7 separate regions of the Sus scrofa genome follow, and regions 1, 3, 4, 5, 6 and 7 are each linked to region 2. The links are chromatin contacts, called in public HiChIP or PLAC-seq and promoter capture Hi-C maps. All regions are on one chromosome and are shown on one strand. The core of a region is the stretch at or near the end of the contact, and the rest is flanking DNA. Distances in the headings are between cores, read along the strand shown.

What was found. Promoter capture Hi-C pulls out the DNA fragments that hold promoters and counts their contacts. HiChIP or PLAC-seq counts read pairs in DNA pulled down with a chosen protein or histone mark.
Region 1: an H3K27ac HiChIP or PLAC-seq map of alveolar macrophages shows a contact between it and region 2. The contact joins the enhancer-like site here to the promoter of TRIB1 in region 2. A contact is called at or near these places in 2 of 5 promoter capture datasets (fetal skeletal muscle and liver), 4 of 47 Hi-C or Micro-C datasets (embryonic fibroblasts, epiblast stem cells, fetal skeletal muscle and 1 more) and 2 of 2 datasets of contacts at active chromatin or transcription factors (alveolar macrophages and skeletal muscle).
Region 3: a contact with region 2 is called in an H3K27ac HiChIP or PLAC-seq map of alveolar macrophages. The contact joins the enhancer-like site here to the promoter of TRIB1 in region 2. A contact is called at or near these places in 1 of 5 promoter capture datasets (liver), 5 of 47 Hi-C or Micro-C datasets (alveolar macrophages, liver and skeletal muscle) and 2 of 2 datasets of contacts at active chromatin or transcription factors (alveolar macrophages and skeletal muscle).
Region 4: a promoter capture Hi-C map of liver shows a contact between it and region 2, with 3 times the contacts expected there. The contact joins the enhancer-like site here to the promoter of TRIB1 in region 2. A contact is called at or near these places in 2 of 5 promoter capture datasets (fetal skeletal muscle and liver), 6 of 47 Hi-C or Micro-C datasets (blood, embryonic fibroblasts, fetal skeletal muscle and 2 more) and 2 of 2 datasets of contacts at active chromatin or transcription factors (alveolar macrophages and skeletal muscle).
Region 5: an H3K27ac HiChIP or PLAC-seq map of skeletal muscle shows a contact between it and region 2. The contact joins the enhancer-like site here to the promoter of TRIB1 in region 2. A contact is called at or near these places in 3 of 5 promoter capture datasets (fetal liver, fetal skeletal muscle and liver), 5 of 47 Hi-C or Micro-C datasets (embryonic fibroblasts, epiblast stem cells, liver and 1 more) and 2 of 2 datasets of contacts at active chromatin or transcription factors (alveolar macrophages and skeletal muscle).
Region 6: a contact with region 2 is called in an H3K27ac HiChIP or PLAC-seq map of alveolar macrophages. The contact joins the enhancer-like site here to the promoter of TRIB1 in region 2. A contact is called at or near these places in 2 of 5 promoter capture datasets (both in liver), 26 of 47 Hi-C or Micro-C datasets (adipose tissue, alveolar macrophages, blood and 16 more) and 2 of 2 datasets of contacts at active chromatin or transcription factors (alveolar macrophages and skeletal muscle).
Region 7: an H3K27ac HiChIP or PLAC-seq map of skeletal muscle shows a contact between it and region 2. The contact joins the enhancer-like site here to the promoter of TRIB1 in region 2. A contact is called at or near these places in 2 of 5 promoter capture datasets (fetal liver and skeletal muscle), 4 of 47 Hi-C or Micro-C datasets (embryonic fibroblasts, liver and skeletal muscle) and 2 of 2 datasets of contacts at active chromatin or transcription factors (alveolar macrophages and skeletal muscle).

Annotation. Positions count from the first base shown.
Region 1 is chr4:14,075,717-14,078,558 of Sscrofa11.1, reverse strand. The region is part of intron 8 of LOC102165543 (a long non-coding RNA gene); the gene reads right to left. Among named protein-coding and RNA genes, the nearest start is that of TRIB1, 220 kb to the left of the region's middle. Within about 2 kb of position 1,383, at least 15 of the 83 cell types and tissues checked have an H3K27ac peak or open chromatin away from gene starts, as enhancers often do. A contact at or near this core is called in alveolar macrophages, where this site is marked.
Region 2 is chr4:14,296,793-14,299,492 of Sscrofa11.1, reverse strand. It overlaps TRIB1 (tribbles homolog 1), which reads left to right and starts at 1,374. Exons shown (of 3, transcript XM_021088927.1): 1 at 1,374-2,687. The coding sequence starts at 2,328.
Region 3 is chr4:14,440,598-14,443,297 of Sscrofa11.1, reverse strand. All of the region lies in intron 4 of NSMCE2 (E3 SUMO-protein ligase NSE2), which reads left to right. Among named protein-coding and RNA genes, the nearest start is that of TRIB1, 140 kb to the right of the region's middle. Within about 2 kb of position 1,352, at least 37 of the 83 cell types and tissues checked have an H3K27ac peak or open chromatin away from gene starts, as enhancers often do. A contact at or near this core is called in alveolar macrophages, liver and skeletal muscle, where this site is marked.
Region 4 is chr4:14,500,972-14,503,916 of Sscrofa11.1, reverse strand. The region is part of intron 4 of NSMCE2 (E3 SUMO-protein ligase NSE2); the gene reads left to right. Among named protein-coding and RNA genes, the nearest start is that of WASHC5, 96 kb to the left of the region's middle. Within about 2 kb of position 1,631, at least 7 of the 83 cell types and tissues checked have an H3K27ac peak or open chromatin away from gene starts, as enhancers often do. A contact at or near this core is called in alveolar macrophages and liver, where this site is marked.
Region 5 is chr4:14,551,196-14,554,071 of Sscrofa11.1, reverse strand. The region is part of intron 2 of NSMCE2 (E3 SUMO-protein ligase NSE2); the gene reads left to right. Among named protein-coding and RNA genes, the nearest start is that of WASHC5, 45 kb to the left of the region's middle. Within about 2 kb of position 1,286, at least 6 of the 83 cell types and tissues checked have an H3K27ac peak or open chromatin away from gene starts, as enhancers often do. A contact at or near this core is called in skeletal muscle, where this site is marked.
Region 6 is chr4:14,116,296-14,118,995 of Sscrofa11.1, reverse strand. No RefSeq gene overlaps it. Among named protein-coding and RNA genes, the nearest start is that of TRIB1, 180 kb to the left of the region's middle. Within about 2 kb of position 1,410, at least 27 of the 83 cell types and tissues checked have an H3K27ac peak or open chromatin away from gene starts, as enhancers often do. A contact at or near this core is called in adipose tissue, alveolar macrophages, liver and 3 more, where this site is marked.
Region 7 is chr4:14,534,583-14,537,408 of Sscrofa11.1, reverse strand. The region is part of intron 3 of NSMCE2 (E3 SUMO-protein ligase NSE2); the gene reads left to right. Among named protein-coding and RNA genes, the nearest start is that of WASHC5, 62 kb to the left of the region's middle. Within about 2 kb of position 1,253, at least 16 of the 83 cell types and tissues checked have an H3K27ac peak or open chromatin away from gene starts, as enhancers often do. A contact at or near this core is called in alveolar macrophages, embryonic fibroblasts and skeletal muscle, where this site is marked.

The sequences.
Region 1 (2,842 bases), core at 134-2,633, 220 kb after region 2:
AGCTCTGTGCTGGGCTCCGGGGACATGGTGGTGAATATGACATGGTTCTTACACTAGTGACATTCAAACATGGAATCCACCAAAGAAGGGGCAGGACTGAGAATAGGAGAGGGCCTGAGTCTGGGAACTGTACCGGACAGGAATCAATAGATGATGCTTTTGACCTGCATCCCAGAGAGTGAGGGACCTTAACTGAAGCCTTCGAGTTCATGTTCTGAGGCTCCCTTCATTCTGGGTGCTGCCCCAAGCAAGGCAGAGGGGGAGGTGGAGCTGAGGGTCATGGAGAGACTGCAGGCCTTGGGGTCCTGCATATTCTACCTGCCAGGTAGGTGAGTGGTCTAGGATCATGTAACTTCTGAGACTTAATCTTCCACCTATAAAATGTGGATACTACTACTTACTTGCCAGGGTTACTGTGAAGACTAGTAAACAGCAAATCTAAAGAATAAATGTGCCCTTGATAATGTCAGATACAGAGATGCTTAATAAATGGTAGTTACATAGAAATAAGGGTGAGATAGAATCATTGGCTTTAAGAAACTTACTCTATACCTGGCAGGGGTGGGATGGGGGTAGGATGGGAGAGTGGCATTTGCCAGTGTGTGTGAGAGAAGAAATGAGTATAAGTCCTACATTGGATTGCTTACAAACAAGATCAGAATCCAGAGAAGAGAGAGAACAGTGTGGGCAGAGGCAAGGCTTTGTGGAAGGACCAGAGAGGTGGCCAGTTTTCAGCTTTGGTTCTATAACCAGACTCCATGGGCTCATACATGAATTCCATTTCCCTTATTAGCTCTGCGTTCTTGGGCAGATGTTATTAATTCCCTCAAGACTCAGTCTGTTCTGCTGTAAAGTGGGTATAATGGTGGTACTTACTTATTGGGTAGTTCAGGGAGTTAAATGAGCTAATTCACAGAAATGTTAGCACAGTGCCTGGCACTTAGTGACAGTGCCCTGAATCTTATTCCTGATGAAGTGAATCTTGAAAATGAATGACCTCATTGTAGTTACAAGGATACCAGTGGAGTACCTGTACACACAAAGCGTTCCTTAAATGCCTTATATTTCTTTGTATCTTCCCTCGGCCCCTGGCATAGTGGCTGGCCAGAGGTTAGTTTGCATATGAAGAAGTTGGCTGGGAGAATGATGATGGGTTAAATGGGGGCCATTCTAAGTAGGGGAAACAGCAAAAGTGAAAACAAATCAGTGGGCAATGGCCCAAATCTTCAAGGAATTTAGGAATACTGTTCAGTTTGTGAAGTCAGTTAAGCTCTCTGTCTCCCCCTGGTGGCCATAAAAAATATACACAGCTCCCTTCTTGGGCAAAGCCGTCCTCGCTTCAAAGAGAACTGTCATCTTCCTCCCCTCAAGACCCAGGAGAGGATGTGCTCTGGCTGTGATTCAGCCTCGCAGACTGATTCACGACCTGTCTCGACTGCAGTGACTTGCTCTTGGTGACACTTCCTGAGGAATAACAAACAGTGATGTAAGATCAGCTCAGGAATGAAAGAAAGAGCTGTTGTTTAAGCTCTTCTCTTTTTATCCATTCAAATTCTCTGGAACGCTGCTCTTTGACCTCCTCCTTCAGGAGCCACAGTGTCAAATAATCTCCTCTTTCTTGTGTTATTTGGGACAATTGATCATGTAATGATGACAACGGCATCGCTGGATTGTTACTCTGTGGCAGGCACTGTGCCAAACTCCACACATTTAACTCATTCATCCTCCCCAAACAACCTTCTAGGTGTTCTTTTTTTTTTTTTTTATCTTTTGTTTTTTCAGGGCCTCACCTGTGGCATATGGAGTTTCCAGTCCAATCGGAGCTACAGCTGCCAGCCTACGCCACAGCCACAGCAACGCAGGGTCTGAGCTGTGTCTATGACCTACACCCCAGCTCACGGCAACACCAGATCCTTAACCCACTGAGCAAGGCCAGGGATCAAACCTGCAACCTCATGGTTCCTAGTCGGATTCGTTTGCACTGCGCCACAACAGGAACTCCTAGGTGTTCTTTTTGATGCAGTTTTTCAGATGAGGAAGCTCAGGCACAGTGAGGAATGTGGCTAGCTCAAGGTGACACAACTAGTATTTGCAGAGCCAGGATTCGAACTCCAGAGACCTGGCTCCAGAGACTATGCACTAACAACTGTACCAGCTGCCTCCTGTTGACAAATCCTGGCTCACTGTCATCTATTACTGGACCTTTGAGGCATGAAGGTCTTGTGTCCCCAACTCGGAGCCCCTGGTGGAGGACAGTGTTCTCACACTTTCACCATCGGAAAATCTTGGAGAGAAACGGTTTGAAAAGCACATTCCTGGGGTCCCAACCTCTGAGCTGATTCAGCCCGTCTGGAATGGGGCCCAGGAGTCTGCACTGTTCATAATGGTAATGATCTCTTGTGGAGTCGAATCTTTGACGAATCACTTCCAGCCTCCCCGAGTCTCTATTTCCCTGTCTGTAGAACAGGTGTGCTAATCTTGACCTCAGTGTCACTCTTGTAAGGACCATCTGTTTAGGATGGCTCATGTTGGGTGACCAGTGTAGTGCCTGGCACACAGCGGGCATTCCTTAGATACCCCTGCCCTTGATGCTTCCTGTTTTTTTGTGTCTCCCATGGCCCCTTGGTACAGGGGAGTGTCAGCTGGGAAGCTGACAGGGAGTATCTTCAGTCGTATGCGCTATGACAAAATGGGATTTTCTGGTTCAGGAGTGGACACCTCCTCCTCTGAGTCACAGTGGTACAGTGCTTGACATAAGCCTTGGCACAGTGGGTTCAAACCTCAGCTTCCCATCTGAGCAGGATGGGGCAGTATACCTTCCTCAAGGGTTGCCGGAGAATCC
Region 2 (2,700 bases), core at 125-2,624:
CTGTTTTTTGAGTACCCACAAGTGCTTAAGAGCTTGAATGCTCCACCTTTTAGTAGTGATTTGATCACAGCAAGTAACTTCGTCTTTGCAGGCTTCTCCCTCTTGAAAAGGGGCAAAAAATAACCCAACGGGGTGGCTGTAAGACTGCAGTGACTATGTGTAAAGTGCTAAGAACTGTGCCTGGCATTTTACAGACCTCAATTAACGTTAGCTATTATTATTTTAATGCTCAATCTTCTAATCCCCAGCGTCTAGCTCTTACTAGATGCTTCATTAGTATTTGCTGAATGAATGGAGATTTAATATGGAAAAAATTTATCCTTGGGGCTCGACCTGGTTTTAGAAAATGAAATTTTTAGTACAAGGGCAGAAGGGATTCTGATAATAGCTATGTACGCTGGGTGTCCAGGGACTCCAAATCGACCTGGTTCTTGAAAGAAAGAAAAACGATAGATTCTAGGTTGCTTTTTCATGGAGCTTTGTGCAGCGTCTGACACACATTTCGCGCTCACCGCAATCACGTTGCACGAGTGCACGCACACGCCCTGGCAGGGCTGCCCGGGTGTAGGAAGTATCACTGTCGGTGGCAGAATGACTCCCACTCCGCTACCCGGCCACCACGGAACTGGGCTGGGCTGGCCCCGGGGCCCCAGACCCTGCAGGGCGTGTGGAGGCCGGGGAGGGGGCTAGAATCCAGCGGCGGCCACGTGGGCCCCTTCCGCCCTCTCCCCACATCCTTTGTTTCCCACCGGCCCCGGCTCAGGAAGCTCTTTCTGCGAGTCACCGCGAAGGGGCGGCCGGGGAGCCTGGAGAAGCTATTTCCGTGCAATCCCGGCGGGCGGCAGGCGCGGGAGGGGCGTGGAGGTGGAGGCAGCGCAGAAGGCCCAGTGTTTGCTTTTATTTCATCCAACAGAAGGTTCTATTTGTGGAAGCGAACAGACGCTGGGGATTAGAGCTGGGAGGGGGCAGGAAAAGGAAAAAAAAAAAAACAAAAAACCACATCCACAACCACGCATAGGTCTTCCCCGGAACTACCGCGTGGGGGTGAATGAGTGATTCTGGAATTCATCACCTTCTCTCTCTTCCTTTCCGCCGACTACCGCCGGGCCTCGCGACGCCCACGGCTCCAACCGGAGGTCCCAGGGCGCGGGGCGGTCGGTTGCGGGGGGAGATCCCCAGGGCAAAAGGCGTCACCGCGCGGCTGCAGCGAGCAGCGGGTGCAGCGAGCCTTGGTGCGCGCGCCCGCAGTCCATTGTGCTCGGTGTGAATGGGGAGCGCGCACCAATCAGCGGTCGCTTCGCCCCCCACGGCCCCACCCCTCCCGCCCACTTCCCGGGGACCCTGACGTCACGGGAACTTTTCCTCCACCCCCTCCTCCAGCTTCTAGCTTTGAGCCCGCTGCCTGCCGGAGGGCGCGCGCCGCCTCCTGCTTAGCCCAGCCCGGGGGGCGTGTGCGCGCGCCCCAGCCAGCTCGGGACACACCACCTGCGCCAGAGCGCGCGCTGCCCGGAGCATCCCAGCCCTCGGGCCACCCCCATCGCCCCCGCCGACCCAGCTCCTCCTCCCTCCTCCCAGCCTCCCCCCCCCCTCTCCGGTGACTGCTCGCCCAGCGGCAGGGCCCGAGTCGTCGCAGCCACCTCATTGCACAACCCGGCTTCCCAACTGTTTACACAGCCCGGCCTGTGAGTGTATGTGTGTATACAGCGTGAGTCACCGGGAGGCGGAGGAGGTGGAGGAAAAGGAGAAGGAGGAGTGCACTGGCCAGGATCGGTGCTGCGCACACACTCACTCACTCACACTCAGTCACTCTCTCTGAGCGCGTCTCGCTCGGGCACACTCACGCCGGGAGCCCGGAGCGCGCAGGATCCCGAGCGCCGCGGAAAAGTTGCTCCGGCTTTGGCCCCGAGACTTATTGCTTTGGGAAGTGCATTTGCTCCGTGGCTCCGCCGAGCCTGCGGAATCCTGTACTCGCTGTTTCGGACCTCGGTAAGGCCAGCCACCGCCACCTCTGCCTCCCTGACTGTCGGCAGCCTCGACAACAATAGCGGCGGCCGCCCCCTGCCAGGTGCCCGGAGCCGATACCGCGGGGGTCTGAGGACCCGAGCCGGCCTCCCACCCCGGGACGCGCAGCCACGGTGGTTCTCGCGTGTACCGCCAGCGCCGGGGAGAGGCTCCGGCTTTGCCCCCCGTGGGGGCCGAACCAAGCTCCGTCTGCAAACTCCATCCTGCGGGCTGGAATACGTCGCGGCGCCGGCGCCGACCCCGTCGCGCCTTCCCGCGCCGATCCGAGGACGTACAAAGCCGGGGCCGTCCCGGCGCCGGACGGGATGCGGGTCGGTCCCGTGCGCTCTGCTATGAGCGGCGTCTCGCAGCCCCGAGCCCCGGCCTTGCTGCTCCCGGCCGGCCGGGGCGCTCCTGCCAAACGCCTGCTGGACGCGGACGACGCGGCGGCGGTGGCGGCCAAGTGCCCACGTCTCTCCGAGTGCTCAAACCCTCCGGACTACCTCAGCCCCCCTGGCTCTCCCTGCAGCCCGCAGCCTCCGCCCGCCGCGCCCGGGGCTGGCGGCGGCTCCGGGAGCGCGCCGGGGCCCAGCCGCATCGCCGACTACCTGCTGCTGCCCCTGGCCGAGCGCGAACATGTGTCCCGGGCGCTGTGCATCCACACGGGCCGCGAGCTGCGCTGCAAGGTAGGCACCCGGA
Region 3 (2,700 bases), core at 103-2,602, 140 kb before region 2:
TCCAGTGACATCCAGTGAAGTGACATCATTTCAGCTAACTGACCAGCCAGGCCTTGTATCAGGGAGTCTTCTGTGGCAGTTCACTGGAGCTTTAACACTACACATAGCAGCAAGAAAATAATTATAGAAATGGTTTTTTTGTTTTTTTTGTTTTTTGGGTTTTTTTGTGTACATATAAAGCTGTGTGGTATAGTGGAAAGAAAACTGGCTTTGGAGCTCAGTAGACCTGGGTTGAAATCTCTCCCAAGAGGAAGCTGGATGACACCACACCAGGTTCTTTCCAGCAGCAGTGTAGGAAGGATTAGATAATGATGTATGTCAGCTGCCTGGCATGGAACCCCACAATTAGGGCTTCATAAATGGTTGCTGTTATTTTTAAGCTCATTCAGAGACAAGATGTAATGCTCTAAGGGCCTTTTGATTTTTCCGTTGAATGACTGGACCAGGTAAATTCAACTTTTGAGGAATTACAGCCTCTTACAAGAAGCCAGTGAAACATTTTGATATTGGAGTCAACTAGACACACTATCAGCCCTTGTTCACTGACAAATATGGGCAGGTAATTTCAAGAGGTCAGTCATCAGTGTGTGCCTTCCAAAACATTATAGTCATGTTACAGTAAACTTTTTATATTTGTTGCGTCACAAAGATTTATTGAAGTGATAAAAGTTATTATGGAAAACAGTGTGCGGTAACTATGGTAACAGTTATTTGATCTCACAGTAATTAGCTAAGCATTTAGTTGCACAAGACTTTCACAATGCCTTCCTGGTTAGTTCATTAAACAAAATTAGCTTTTGTTTGAACTGCCTTTCTGTAGCGTCCTAAATTTGGTTTTAGTTCAAAAGAATTGAAAAGTGGGTTTTAAAACTACCTTTCCAGCCTACAGTTTGTGAACATATTTGAAGTTGCAACTGGTTGTTATCTAATTCTTCCTACCGCAGTATGATTGTGATTCATCACTGTCCTCTGAAGTGTGCCTTTCAGGTCACTGGAGTGGGCTAGGAAGTGGGCAGAAAAGTTGGAGGCTCGTTTCTTAATTCTAGCCCTGTTTCTGGCTCCATTGGTGGATTGGAGTCAGCTGGTGCCCTTCCATGACGTAGTTTCTATACCTGTGGAATTGGGTTGCTGTATTATGTGTGAGAATTTGAGATCTCTTGAATGTGGTCATTTCTTGAGAACCTGCTGGTGCTCTGATGGCACCTGGAGCTGGTAGGTGCCCAGTTTTCTCAAGCCCTCCCCCACACCTCACCCCCCCAACCGCCCCAGGTGCCTCTTCTGCCCTGTTCAGCATAACTCATGCTGCATTCAAGTTCCTCTCCTTTTGCAAGATGGATGGGACTGCCGGTGATTCACCGACGTGGTGATGTCACTCTCCAGGGACTTGCAGAGCTCTTGAGAAGGGGCCTCTGCACCTGGGTTCAAGGAAGGTTTCCCGACCCCATGACTCCTCCCTGTTCGCCCCCAGCATCCAGGTGAAGCCTAACCCCTACGGTTTGATAGGTGGAGGAACCTGAGCGCAGTGGAAAACTTCAAGCATTCAAGATTTCACAACAGACAAATAATGAAAATGAAACCAAAAAATGTTTTAACTCATTTACTAAAACTGAGGCGGTTCCAAGATCAAGTAGCACAACAGGGTTTTTAAACATTCAGTGAAAGTTCCTAGTACTGATTTCATTTTAATTCCTGTCAATGTAGTGATTTTATTTTTAGTTCACCTACTTTTTTAAAGACACGACTAGGTTTTAAAAACTAGTTGCTAGTGTTCCCATTGTGGCTCAGTGGTCATGAACCCAACTAGGATCCATGAGGACGAGGGTTTGATCCCTGGCCTCGATCAGTGAGTTAAGGATCCCACGTTGCCGTGAGCTGTGGTGTAGGTCCCAGGTGCCGCTCAGATCTGGCATTGCTGTGGCCGTGGCGTAGGCTGGCAGCTGTAGCTCAGATTCGACCCATAGTCTGGGAACTTCCATATGCCACAGGTGTGGCCCTAAAAAGACACACAAAAAAGAATAAAATAAAAACTAGTTGCTTTCTGAATTGTGAGGCAAGTTCCTCTCCCAATTGACTGGATATCAGCTACCAGTTTTCCACTGGGCAAATGTTTTGGGGGCCAGAACATTGCCAGTTCTGGTCATGTTTATTTGCATGACTAGACTGATTTCTATAGGATAAATGAATCTTCAGTTTCACTAACTAGGGTTAGACTTCTAATGATAGGAATCTATTTGTGCTTGATTGGTCTTGACATTTTTCTGGCCAATCCGAAGAGAATGAAGATAATAATAGAATAAGTTATCCCAGGTGGCTTCAGCACCTGATCCATTTCTTTTTCCCCCTTTTCCCTATTTTTGCTTTTATCCTGTATGATTTTGATGGCTAAGCTGGAAAGGACTCTTCACTCCTCTCTTCGTTTTCACATATGCTTCAGAGAATAGTGTCTTTCATACCATTTAGGAAAAATGTGACGTCCTTTGATTCAACTCTCGTTGCAGTTGCCATGAAACTTTCCCCAGTTTCTCTCCTACCCTGTCCCCTGTTCCCTGACTCTCCTGTGTCATTTGTACCTAATTCTTAGGCATATTTAACATTGTATATTATAACTTTGGGTTAAAAACAATCTTCCTCAGGGGGCTGTGAACACCCCCAGAGGTAAACCACTCCTGTGCCTCCCTGTATCTTCCTGTGGTACCCAGC
Region 4 (2,945 bases), core at 382-2,881, 200 kb before region 2:
GTAGGACTTGTCCACTCGTTTAAAGCAATAATAGACATAGGAGAATAAAGAGTTGAAGATGGCTGTGAGGTTTCTAGTTTGAATAACTGGGGAAGAGATGCAAGTAGCAAGATGTCTCATGGAAGAGCTGATCCTTGGGTGGGGAGGAAGAGTTAAATGGCAAGTGTATTGAATTTAAGCTTTTGGCATAGATCTTCAGCAAATGGTTGGAAATGAGGAAAGCGTTGGTGTAAGACCACGGATGGCTAAGGAGAAGGGCTCTTTACATGCTCCCAGGTGCGAGTTGGAGCTGTGGGAGTAGATGACCCATGCAAGGGGGCAAGGGGACGAGTCCAAGGGAGTCAGAGAAGAAGAAAAGGAGGAGCCAGCAAGGAAAGCTCCAGTGTCTGGGAGGAGGACCAAGGGCCATATGGACCAAAAACAGTAAAGGGAGAAAGACTTTTTTCTAAGTATCATTTTCTTATTTTAGTTGAATTTCCTGAGATGCACGAATCTCTCAGTCCTAAACTGAAAGTTATTCATATTTTTCAATTTCAAAAACTAAATTCCATAATCTAATAAGATGGGGGGTGAAATTAGTCATTGCCTTTTTTTTCTACTTTTTTTTTAGAGCCGAATCCGAGGCATGTGGAGGTTCCCAGGCTAGGGGTTGAATCGGAGCTACAGCTGCCGGCCTATACCACAGCCACAGCAAGATAGGATGCAAGCCTCGTCTGTGACCTACACCACAGCTCATGGCAATGCCGGATCCTTAACCCACTGAGCAAGGCCAGGGATCGAACCCACAACCTCGTGGTTCCTAGTTGGATTCGTTTCTGCTGCGCCACAACAGGAACTCTGTCAGTGCTTTTGGTTTTGTTTCTCTTTCTTGTTGGTAATATTGAGGGTTCTCTTCATTACTTTTTTTGCCCTTCTCACATATGGTTATTTAATAAAGAGTAGAAATCACATCTGACTTCCCCTAATAAGTAGACTTCCCCTATCCAATTTTGAAGCAAGAAGCACATTGTGTAGTTTTAAAAATTCTCATGGTGCATAAGGAAATGGAGATGAAGTGTACGCATTTATTAGAAATAGGAAAACAAAATGATAGCAATTTTTTAGAAGTTCTGCTTTCCTTGCAGTTAGAATATTTTATTCAACTATAATTAGAATTTTAAGATTATTTAAAAATAAATAGTAAACATATAGAAATGATTTGCATTGGCTCTGAAGTGCAAAACTGCTGTGGAATAGGAATTGGCATTGCAACACCATGCAAGTGTTCGGTTTAAAATGGTGTTGGGCCTCCAGCTCCGTCAACTTTTGTTGTGGAACAAACCGCCCCAGAACGCAGTGACTTAACCATTTATTTGGCTTGGATTGGCCGTTTGGACTGGGCTTAGCTGGGTGATTCTGCTGCTGGTCCTGCTGGGGGCTCAGCCACACAGCTGCGGTAAGCAGCCTGATTGGCTTGGGGTTTCTTGGTCTGGGGCTCCCCCTCCTCCGCCCCCATTAGGACAGCTCGTCCCCATTCCATGTGGTCTCATCCTCCAGCAGACTGGTTTAGGTTTGTCCACAGAGTGGCAGAAGGGAGGTAAGATCCTCAAGAGCAGAAGTAGATCTCTGAGGCCCCGGCATGGAAATGGCACAGTGTAATTTTTGCTAGACTCTTGGTCAAAGCAGTCACCAGGCAGCCCAGGTTCAAGGAGTGGGACAGAGGACTCTGCCTCTTGGTGGGAGGAGATAGAAAGTACTGTGGCCAGGTTTTCAGTCTTATTGCCCCAGCTCATGTTTGTTTGTTTGAAACACTCAAATATCCTATGTAACTACTGAAACAGCACTGGCAGAGAGAGAGAGAGAGAGAGAGAGAAAGAATGTGTGTGTGCGTGTGCGTGTGTTGGGGGGGGGTGTGAGAGGAGATTAACCTTTCTTCTCAATGTGCAACCTTCAAAACAAGGGGGTAATTGAAGTAATCTCACTTTTTGAGTCATCCCTTTGATCAGGGACATGTTTATTCAGCTCTCGAAGCAACTGTAGAGATAATTTAGCGTAAGTGAAATTAAAATACAACTGGTGTTCTTTTATGGTATATGTTGAATATACATGTAACAAATGGATATTCAAAAAGAACTGTCTAGGGGCTGACACTAGGCTAGGTATCTAGGTATAGAGAAGAAAGAAATCTGGCACATTCTTTTCTTTCAAGGAGTTTGTGTTCTTACTGGATGGGCAAAATCTATATGCACTTAATCCAACAAAGCCCTATTGATGGATGTGTCTAGGACTGGGCATAATCAAAGATCGTACACAGATGGCTATGACCTAGTCCTTTTGGTGGAGCAGAGAAACAGGTACTTCAAATCACTGTGATTCAAAGCAAAATAATGAGAGCCATGGGAGAAATAGAAACTAAGTACTGCTGAATTAGAAAAAGAATGGGAGGAGGCAAATGATCAGCTGCCAGGATGTGATTCATATAATTAACACCTGAGAAGGGAGGGGTCTTTGAAACAAGAGGGTGATGGCTGCACAGAAAAAATGAGTTTTGAACAAGACTTGGAAGAAGAGGTCAAATTTGAATAAGTGGAGAGGTGAGAATCCTATTTAGTCATTTTAGGATGAAGTTGTATTTTCCCAAGAAGGTAATTATTTAATTAAAGAGAGCCTTTTAAAGTGGCAGCTATTAAAGAGCGTGAGATGATACTGTAGAAAGACAGGAAAGCATTGTGCTGGGAAGATGGCTGGCAGGTTTTTCTCCCTCCAGTGGTACCAAAGCTTAATTTTCTTTCATCAGATACTTGTGTACTTTGGTTGGGAAATTAGAGAATATTTATTTTATTTATAAGGGCTGTATACATTTCATTTTCACTGAGTCATGCTCACTTTAGTTATACATTGATTTGAAAATTAGAAACAAATATTGTGTGTCCCTGCTGACAAGGAAATCAGAAATTAACAAAAGT
Region 5 (2,876 bases), core at 37-2,536, 250 kb before region 2:
GCTGCATAAGAATTAGCACAGTGTTACAGGCTTACTACCTGCATGGTTTAGCCACAGAAGACCTGGAGTGTGTCTCACCTGAGTCTGCCTACATCTGTAAAAATAGCTAAATCTCCATTCCTCTCCTTATTCAGGTCTATCTCTTCTCCCTCATTTTGCCCTAGTCTTTTATATTCAAGATAACCCGCGTTGTTTTCATGTAATTATTTTGCTTTCTTGTTCCTGCTTCAGCTATCATCTTCCTCTCATTGAAGTCCCATGAATTTTAAGTTGAATTTGATTGCAACACATAATCACCCATTTCTGCTTAATGTTTTACTGATCATGTAACTTCAATGCCTTATTCAACACTTCAAAAGAGAGAATAGTAATAGTTATAATACCACTGTTAGAGCGTTTTGACGTTAAGTAACAGGCGACATGTCTAATGGTTACATGGTTACATGGTTAGCGTGGCTGCCTGGATCGCATAATTACACGTTTGTATGACTTTAGGAGACTCATATACAGGCCAACTGCATCCATTCAGATACTTATGTAAATATCAGAGCACTTCAGTCTAAAATGAAGCCCTCCTTCAGTTATTATCATTCTTTGTATTTTCTTAGGGTTTACCACTGAACAGGAAAAAGCTAAACGAAACAGAAACTGTCTTTAAAGAATGGGTTTAATTCTATGGCCCTTCCTGGTCTAAATAACACTTTCTGAGTTCTTTGGGTACCATTAGCAGCCCACGACATTCGGGAGAGTGCTGAGCGGGCTCACAGGGTATAGACAAACCAGATTTGCAGGAGGACAGCTGTGGTACTGGCGTACTTACAGAAGCACTTATATTTTTATAATATAAATCAAAGATAATCTGCACCCTCTGGACTTGATTTGCTGGGGCAGGGGTAGGGGGCTGTATTTCAGCTACTACTGAACTGACTTCTTGGAGCACTCGCTTAATTGGTGTGCCAGATGTGTTACACAGCTCTCACCGAGCCTCCCCACTCTCTCCAGGAGACGGCCCCACGCACTCATTGGCTGAAAGAGGTATGTTGCAGGGTATCACTTAGGTTCATTTGATTAACATAAGCAAGGGTCGATTATAGGGAATGAAAGCGTATTGAAGAAATGAGTCTATTCCTAGACTCAGACCCCACTTGGCCAGCCAAGGACAGTCAAAAGCATAGGTAGTGGAAATGGTTTTGACACTCAGAAGTATCTTTGCCAGCTGGAGCCTTCCAGGGCCCTTTCCCTTCCCCTTAAACATTTCTCTGCTGCTGCCATCAAGTGGCTGCTGCTGCCATCTCTGTTGCAGCTGGTGTTCTTGGCCTGGTGCAGGTTGACCTACCAGCAGCTAGAGCTGACTTAGTTATTCTCCTGGCATTCAGTGAGTGTCCTGATTGCTCTTACAGCCCCTCCAGTAAGCCTCGTGGACGGGGAAGACCACTCTCTTCACCAACCTTAAAATTTAGTAATCTTCTCAAAGGGGAAAAGCATTTCCTTTTTGTCCTCGGTTTCCTCGGCTAGGAATTTGGAAAAGCTTTTCCTGGATCAGGCCTGTTAGCATTTGAGTGGCATTGGCTAGTGTCCTACTTGGAACAGGCCACCTGGAACTGAGATGAAGCTCAGGGCCATGGCAGTCTTCTTCTTCCCCCTGCCCCGAGGGTTTGTTCCCTGGATATTTATGGAGGCGTTGGAGCTGCTTGTCCTTCTTGTGTTTAAGCACCTTTTAGTCCAGGCGGACAAGTGTGCAAACGTTGCACCTTGAAGGTCTGAGTTGGAGGCGTAGCTCTGCCGCTCACAACCTTTGTGTCCTAGAGCAAGTTACTTCAACTGCTTAGTGTTTCGGTTTTCTTATATGTAAAGCAGAGATAAAGCTACCTATCTCTTAATGTTGCTGTGAGGTTTAATGTAAATATTGTGTTCAGTACGATCTCGGCGCATAACACAAGTCTTAGTTACAGCTGTTATTATTATTATATGTATATTTTTAATCATGGCAGTCACTTTCCAGGCTTGCAGAGGTGTACAGTAATATTTTCCTCTTTGAAATTGTCATCCTGTGAACGTTAACATCACTTTTATAATGCCCCCCGCCCTGCACTGGTGCCAACATTTTTCCATAGGAAAAGTGAAATGAAAATAGAACAGGCAAATGAATTTCTATTACATGTCTTCTTTACATTTTGACTCAATTGAATATCAGAGGCAGGGCAATTTGTAGTTTGGTAAAAGTTTGATTTTCAAATTTATATGATGGCCACATAAGAATCTTGAAGGAAGAGTTGCTGTAATTCTTTGTTGAATTCCAGGAGCATTAAAGCATCATTCTTGCCCTCCAATGGATTAAAGTTTGTTTGGAGAAGTGAGACAAATTCATATAAGAAGACAAGACCGTTTATATTTAAAAGCGCCAAAGTATCAACTGTAGATGTTAAGATAAATTGAGACCCTTCTAGGCTGGTAGAGATTAAAAGCAGGAAGGGCTTGAGTTCAGCTCTTGAAGGATGTGTAGGATTTGGTTGGTGTGGATTTCTAGGAAGGGCTTTCTCTGTAAGAGTGGGAGAATTGGGGTAGTGGGCTTCTATATGGTGGAATAAGGGGCAGGGAACCTTTGGCTGGTCAGTCCCTCGGCACCTCCCTATCTCCAAGCCACTTTCAGTCAACAGCTAGTTCCCTGTTTATGTGTTTATCCCTCTTTTCCTCCTGAGTTCTTCAGGGACTTATTTAGTTCTTTTGCCTGCCTCATGCAAAGCTATGCTCTTTCCCCAACGCACTTCTTATTAGCAGCATGGGGCACGTTCCCTGTGCCTTTCTTTGCTTGGTATTTCTAAAACAGGAATACAAATAAATAACATCCTTTAAAAGAGGGAAACAAGGGTTAACAA
Region 6 (2,700 bases), core at 161-2,660, 180 kb after region 2:
CGATGCCCTGTTCCCACGTCCAGACCTCCGAGTCTTGTGTCCTCCCTCTGCGGGCCTCCTTCTGCGGGCCTCCCTCCCACCTACCGACAGTGTGGACTTGCTTCTTCCTTGTACCCCCAGCGCTGCACATCCAGCGTAGCCTCCAGTCTGATTTCAGACCCCACCTGCGTCACTTGCAGAGAGGCGGTGTGTTTCCTCAAGTAGAACTAGAGACAGTGACCGCGTCTCTGTGAGGAGGATTGAACACAGAGCCAGTTTTACCCAGCGCTTCCCATTCACAAATCCCACCGGGATTTAGTGTTATCACCATCGTCATCATTAGGACAGGACTAATTCCCTCTGTTGCAGTCACTTCCATCCTAAGCCTTGCTCTTACTAGACTCTGCCCTACTGGAGTGCAGCGGCCACTGCGCTGGGTTAAAAAACAAAATTCAGGGAGTTCCCGTCATGGCTCAGTGGGTTAAGAACCTGACTAGTATCCATGAGGATTTGGGTTCCATCCTTGGCCTTGCTCAGTGGGTTAAGGATCCGGCATTGCCGTGAGCTGCTTGAGTAGGTCACAGATGTGGCTCAGATCCCATGTTGCTGTGGCTGCGGTGTAGGCCTGCAGCTGCGGCTCCAATTTGACCCCTAGCCCAGGAACTTCCATGTGCTGCAGGTGCGACACTAAAAAGAAAGAAAAAAAAGGAACGAAAAAATGGAGTTTCTGCTGTGGTGCAGTAGGTCCTACTGCAGCAGCTTGGGTCACTGCAGAGCGGCTAGTTTGATCCCTGGGCCGGGAACTTCCATATGCCATGGGTGCAGCCATAAAAAACTAAAAACAAAACCCCCCAAACTTCAACTGAGTAAATGTGAAGATCTAATTGGCTTTATTCAACAATTCATGATCCGTCCGGAAAACTCTCCCCATCCTACAAGGTTCGATTCATGCTGACTCTCCTAGGAAGCTCATCTCATTACTCTGTTACTGCACATTGCTCCTTACTTCTCAAGCACTAGCCATAGTCCTTACGAATGAAAGAGGAATGGATATTTTTTGAATACCTACTATGTGCCAGGCACTGGACTCTTCTATTTGATAACCACTGTTTAATGTTCCCAGGGCTCCAGGGGTGTCCGTATTATTTGCCTCATTTTGAAGACTAGGCTCCAAGAAGGCAAATGCCTTTGCCCAAGGTCACTGGCCAGGAAGTGGTGGAACTGGACTTAGAATCCAGGGCCTGAAGTTTTCATGGCACCGGGGAGAGGCCAACTAGGGAAGAAAGGAAATGGAATGATTCGTTTACTGCCCCAGGCATTTTCAGCAACAAGTCAGTCATTTCCCTAATTCCCAGTCTGTTGTTGGTGCAGAGACTTGGCAGTTGGAACCAAGCTGAAAAAAAAAAACAATTCTCTTTTTAACTCAGTAGCACCACCTGCAGGATCTGAGGGAACACTGCAAAAATGATCAGGGGCTACAGGGCTCCTCTCTGGGGGAAGGGTTCCAGGAGAAGGGACCTGAGACACCATCTGATACCCTTCAATCTTAAGAAGGAGCAATTTGAGATCCAGACAGGTACTGACTCAAAGTCACAATGTTAGTGATGTCAGATCTGAAGCTGTATCTCTTCTGACTCCTGGTTTAGTACCTTCCCCCACCTTCATTCTCATTCTCTCTGTCTCTTGCTCATTCTCTGTCATTCAATAAACATTAACTGAGCACTCAATACGTCTTCAGCATATTCCTTCTTGGGGGATATGAGTACTGATAACTAAAATGTGCCATTTAGGATTAATGTTTAGTTTTTGATTAATTGCCATAACAACATAACTTTGTCATTACAACCAAGACATTACTGTGTATCAGGCAGTGGGCTAAGGTGTGATCTCAGTGGGCCCTCCCAGATGAGGAAACCTAGGCTTAGAGAGGTTTGGGAATATGGTTCAGCAGTTGTGGAGCAGGGATTCAAACTCAGATCCTTCTGACTTCGGACCCAGAGATCTTAATCACTATGTTATATCTACCCTTTAAAATATCTAAGGTTATTTCACACGGGCCGGCCGGTTAGTTCAGTTGGTTACAGCATGGTGCTAATAAAGTATCTAAGGTTATTTCAAGAACAATCCACACTCTAATTAGGATGCTGCTCCTATTTAAAGTAATTGCTTACTTCCTGTCTAAGTGGGGTGCTGACTCTCCTTTCACATTCATTGCTTCTGAAATCCCTAGGAGTTTCTAGTGAGATTCTACTCCATACTAGGCACTGTGCTGGGTGCCAGGGACGCAGAAGTCACAGGAACTCACCTAGGAGCTTGTGGCCTCCTTGTAAGTGTCAGCCTTAAATCATGGCCATCCGCAAGATGTTCTGGCAGAAGTGGGACCCAACTCAGGGGGCGCCATTCACACTACAGCTGGTGGAAATTATCCCCCCTCCAAGTGGGGGCATGGCGGGCATGGTGCTGCCCGTGTGAATGACCCGGTGGGATGTGCCAGTTGGAACAAGGGACAGGAGCATGGGTGGGGGATGGGGAAGAGTCACTTCCGACTCTGCAGGGTAGGGAAGCTTCATGAAGAGTTCTGGAGCATGACTGCTGCCAGAGCTGTACAGACTTTGATTTCCTCTTCTCTTCAGCTGGGAGGTAGGGTTAAGTTTTGAGGAACTACAGCTCTGTGTTTCGACCTGCAGAACAGAAAGTGTATTTCGGTTTCTTTTTCTGCAT
Region 7 (2,826 bases), core at 4-2,503, 240 kb before region 2:
CCATTCATTTTCTCATGCCCCAGCTTGAACTGGAAGGATAAATGTGTAGATTTTACATTCATTTTTGGTCCTTAATTTAGTCATCTTTTTGGTAAATGTTTATTTCTGTCTTCCCTCCCTACCCCTTTTCTCCGCCTCACCACCTCCCAAGAGTTTGGTGGAAATCTCACGTAACAGTTCAACAAGTGACTAATGTAGATTGGGCTTGCTTAGTCTCTGAGTCACTTTATTATGAAACACTTAAACTTGAACATCTATCGGTAACAATGAGGAAATAATATAAAACAATTTATACTTTCTGATCTGATGGTTTTAGTGACTAACTCATCAGGCAACAATGAAGAAGGAAATTAATGAACATTCACAAAGCCAGATGAAATTATGTTAAAAGTCCGTCTCAGTAAATCACAATCACCTTCACTTCCTTCTCCCCATTTCTCAGCAGCTGGTGTTTCGTTGATAAGAGTGTTGGGCTAGGAAATAAAGATCTGGCTTCTAATCCTCTTTCTGCCAGGCTGTGACCTTGGACAAGTCACGTAAACCTCTGTACTTCAGCTTCCTCATTTCTAAAATGGGAGTAAGAATAGTATTTTTCCTATGCCCCTCACCGGGCAATGGTAGATAAAAGAGAATGTGTTGTAACAAAAAAAGGAAAAAAAGTGAAAGATGGCATATAGTTATTAGACCTTGCCTGTCCTCATCGGACATCTGATATCTGAATGGCCACAGCACCAAAGGGTGAAGGAAGATCAGAAGGGAGTCGCTGTTAGCTCTTGGAGCTGGAAAGAGAAAAGATAGACTCCCAGCGTTTGGATTCCTGAATTGAATCCTGGAATGCAGTTTCCCATCGAAATAACATTGTGGCTAGGTTTCCAGGCTAGCCAATTAAAAAAAAAAAAAAAAAAAGATTTAATCATAAGCAGTGCATTGTGATCCAGTTTCAATAAAACTGTAACAAAGCCCATGTGTGGGATAGGTATCAGTTTGGTGATTCATTTGTTCTGGAGGCCTAGCCTAGTGGATGTTAGTGAATTCAATTCTCTGACTTCCCTGGTTATTTGATATCTGCCTGCAGGCTGTTGATGGTTTGCTTAAACCAGATTTGGAAATGTCATCAGTTTCTTCTTTCAGTGCCCTGGCCCTTTGACGAAAAAAGTCTGAAACCAACTCTCTTTGCCCCGGGTGAGGGGTGAGGAGCCCTCCTGGAATCCTGACCCCTTGAATCATCACAGTAACCTACCCAGTTAGTAAGGAGGATATGATGGACTCTGAGCCCCAGGAAGGTTAAGGGACATGCTTGGGTCACATGCTTAGTCTCAAGGTGTGACTTGAACCTTGGTTTTTTTGATATGTAATTCAAGGCTCTTTTCATGACATCTCCATGCCTCAGGACAGATGTAGTTTGTTGAATTCACTTTGAGTTGTAGTTTTCAGTTGGGAGTAAGAGTGCTTTTGTCTAACCTTGGTTATAAAATATGCTTAAAATCTTACACATAAATTTTCCACAGGTGGAGTTCCTGTCATGACTCCGTGGTTAAAGAACCAGACTAGTATCCATGAGGACATGGGATCGATCCCTGGCCTCACTCAGTGGGTTAAGAATCTGGCATTGCCGTGAGCTGTGGTGTAGGTCACAGACACGGCTTGGATCTGGTGTGGCTGTGGCTGCGGCTTAGGCCAGCGGCTACAGCTCTGATTGGACCTCTAGCCCAGGCATCTCCATGTGCTGCTGATGCGGCCCTAGGAAGACGAAAAGACAAAAATAAATAAATAAATAAATTTTCCACAGATAAAGGTTTAAGAGTAAATGAGAAGTAACTCTTCACACTCACTTGACATGCATAAGAAGGGATTCTGTTAATATTAAAGAACTACTTGAGGAAAAGAATATTTTGTTTATGAAACCATTATATTAAAAAGGAGGTATATTCAGTCTTCCCATAATAATAATAATAAACCTACATAATTAACCTACCATTTCTCTAGTGCTTGCTATGCTCTAGGCAGTAGTCTAAGTTGCATTTGTTAACGTAAGTTGAGGAACTGCTTTTTTCTTGCCAGCTTAGACTACAGATTTATTCATGATCAGATTTTAGAAGCAGTGGGGGAGAAGTCTCTCCATGGAAGAAGGCAGTGGTATGGCCAGTAGGTGGCATTTAATGGAGCATGTGAGGCATATTTCACTGGGGTGGTGGAAAGAATACTGCAACTGGGGTCAGAAGTCGTAGACTCATCCTTGCTCCTCCACTGTCTCATTGTGTGACACTGGATGAGCGACTCATCCTCTTAAGGTCATCAGTTTCTTTATTGGTAAAAAGAGGGTAATGATACCATGTGGGGCTGTCGCGAGGATGAAGTGAGAGAGTGAGGCTTCATGTGGTCGGCATGGAGAAAATAGTAATTGCTTTTAATCTCCATGCACCAGGTGGTTATGAAGTTAAGTTGGAGAGCAGAATATGAAAGCTGGTTTATGCATTTTTTAATGTCATCCAATTTAAGATGGTATTTTCCTCTAACTGCCGCCTTCTTTAGTACTTCAGAGTAAAATGTGCGGGGAATCAAGGAAAACAGGTTATGGCTAGAAGATCTGGATTTTACAGGGTGGCCACCAGGTCTAGAACATAGGTGGACACACAATAAATGGCTTAATGGTATACTATTACAGCACATTTTGAAATCATTTTGTTTGTGCTTTCAGACCTGGTGACCACCTTGTCGTTTCAGCTCTGTCACCATTCAGTGTTTGGTTCAAGGAAGTTATTCAATCTCTCTGGGCAACGAGAATCAAATTAAATGAATGATTCTAAAAAATGGACTATAGACTTG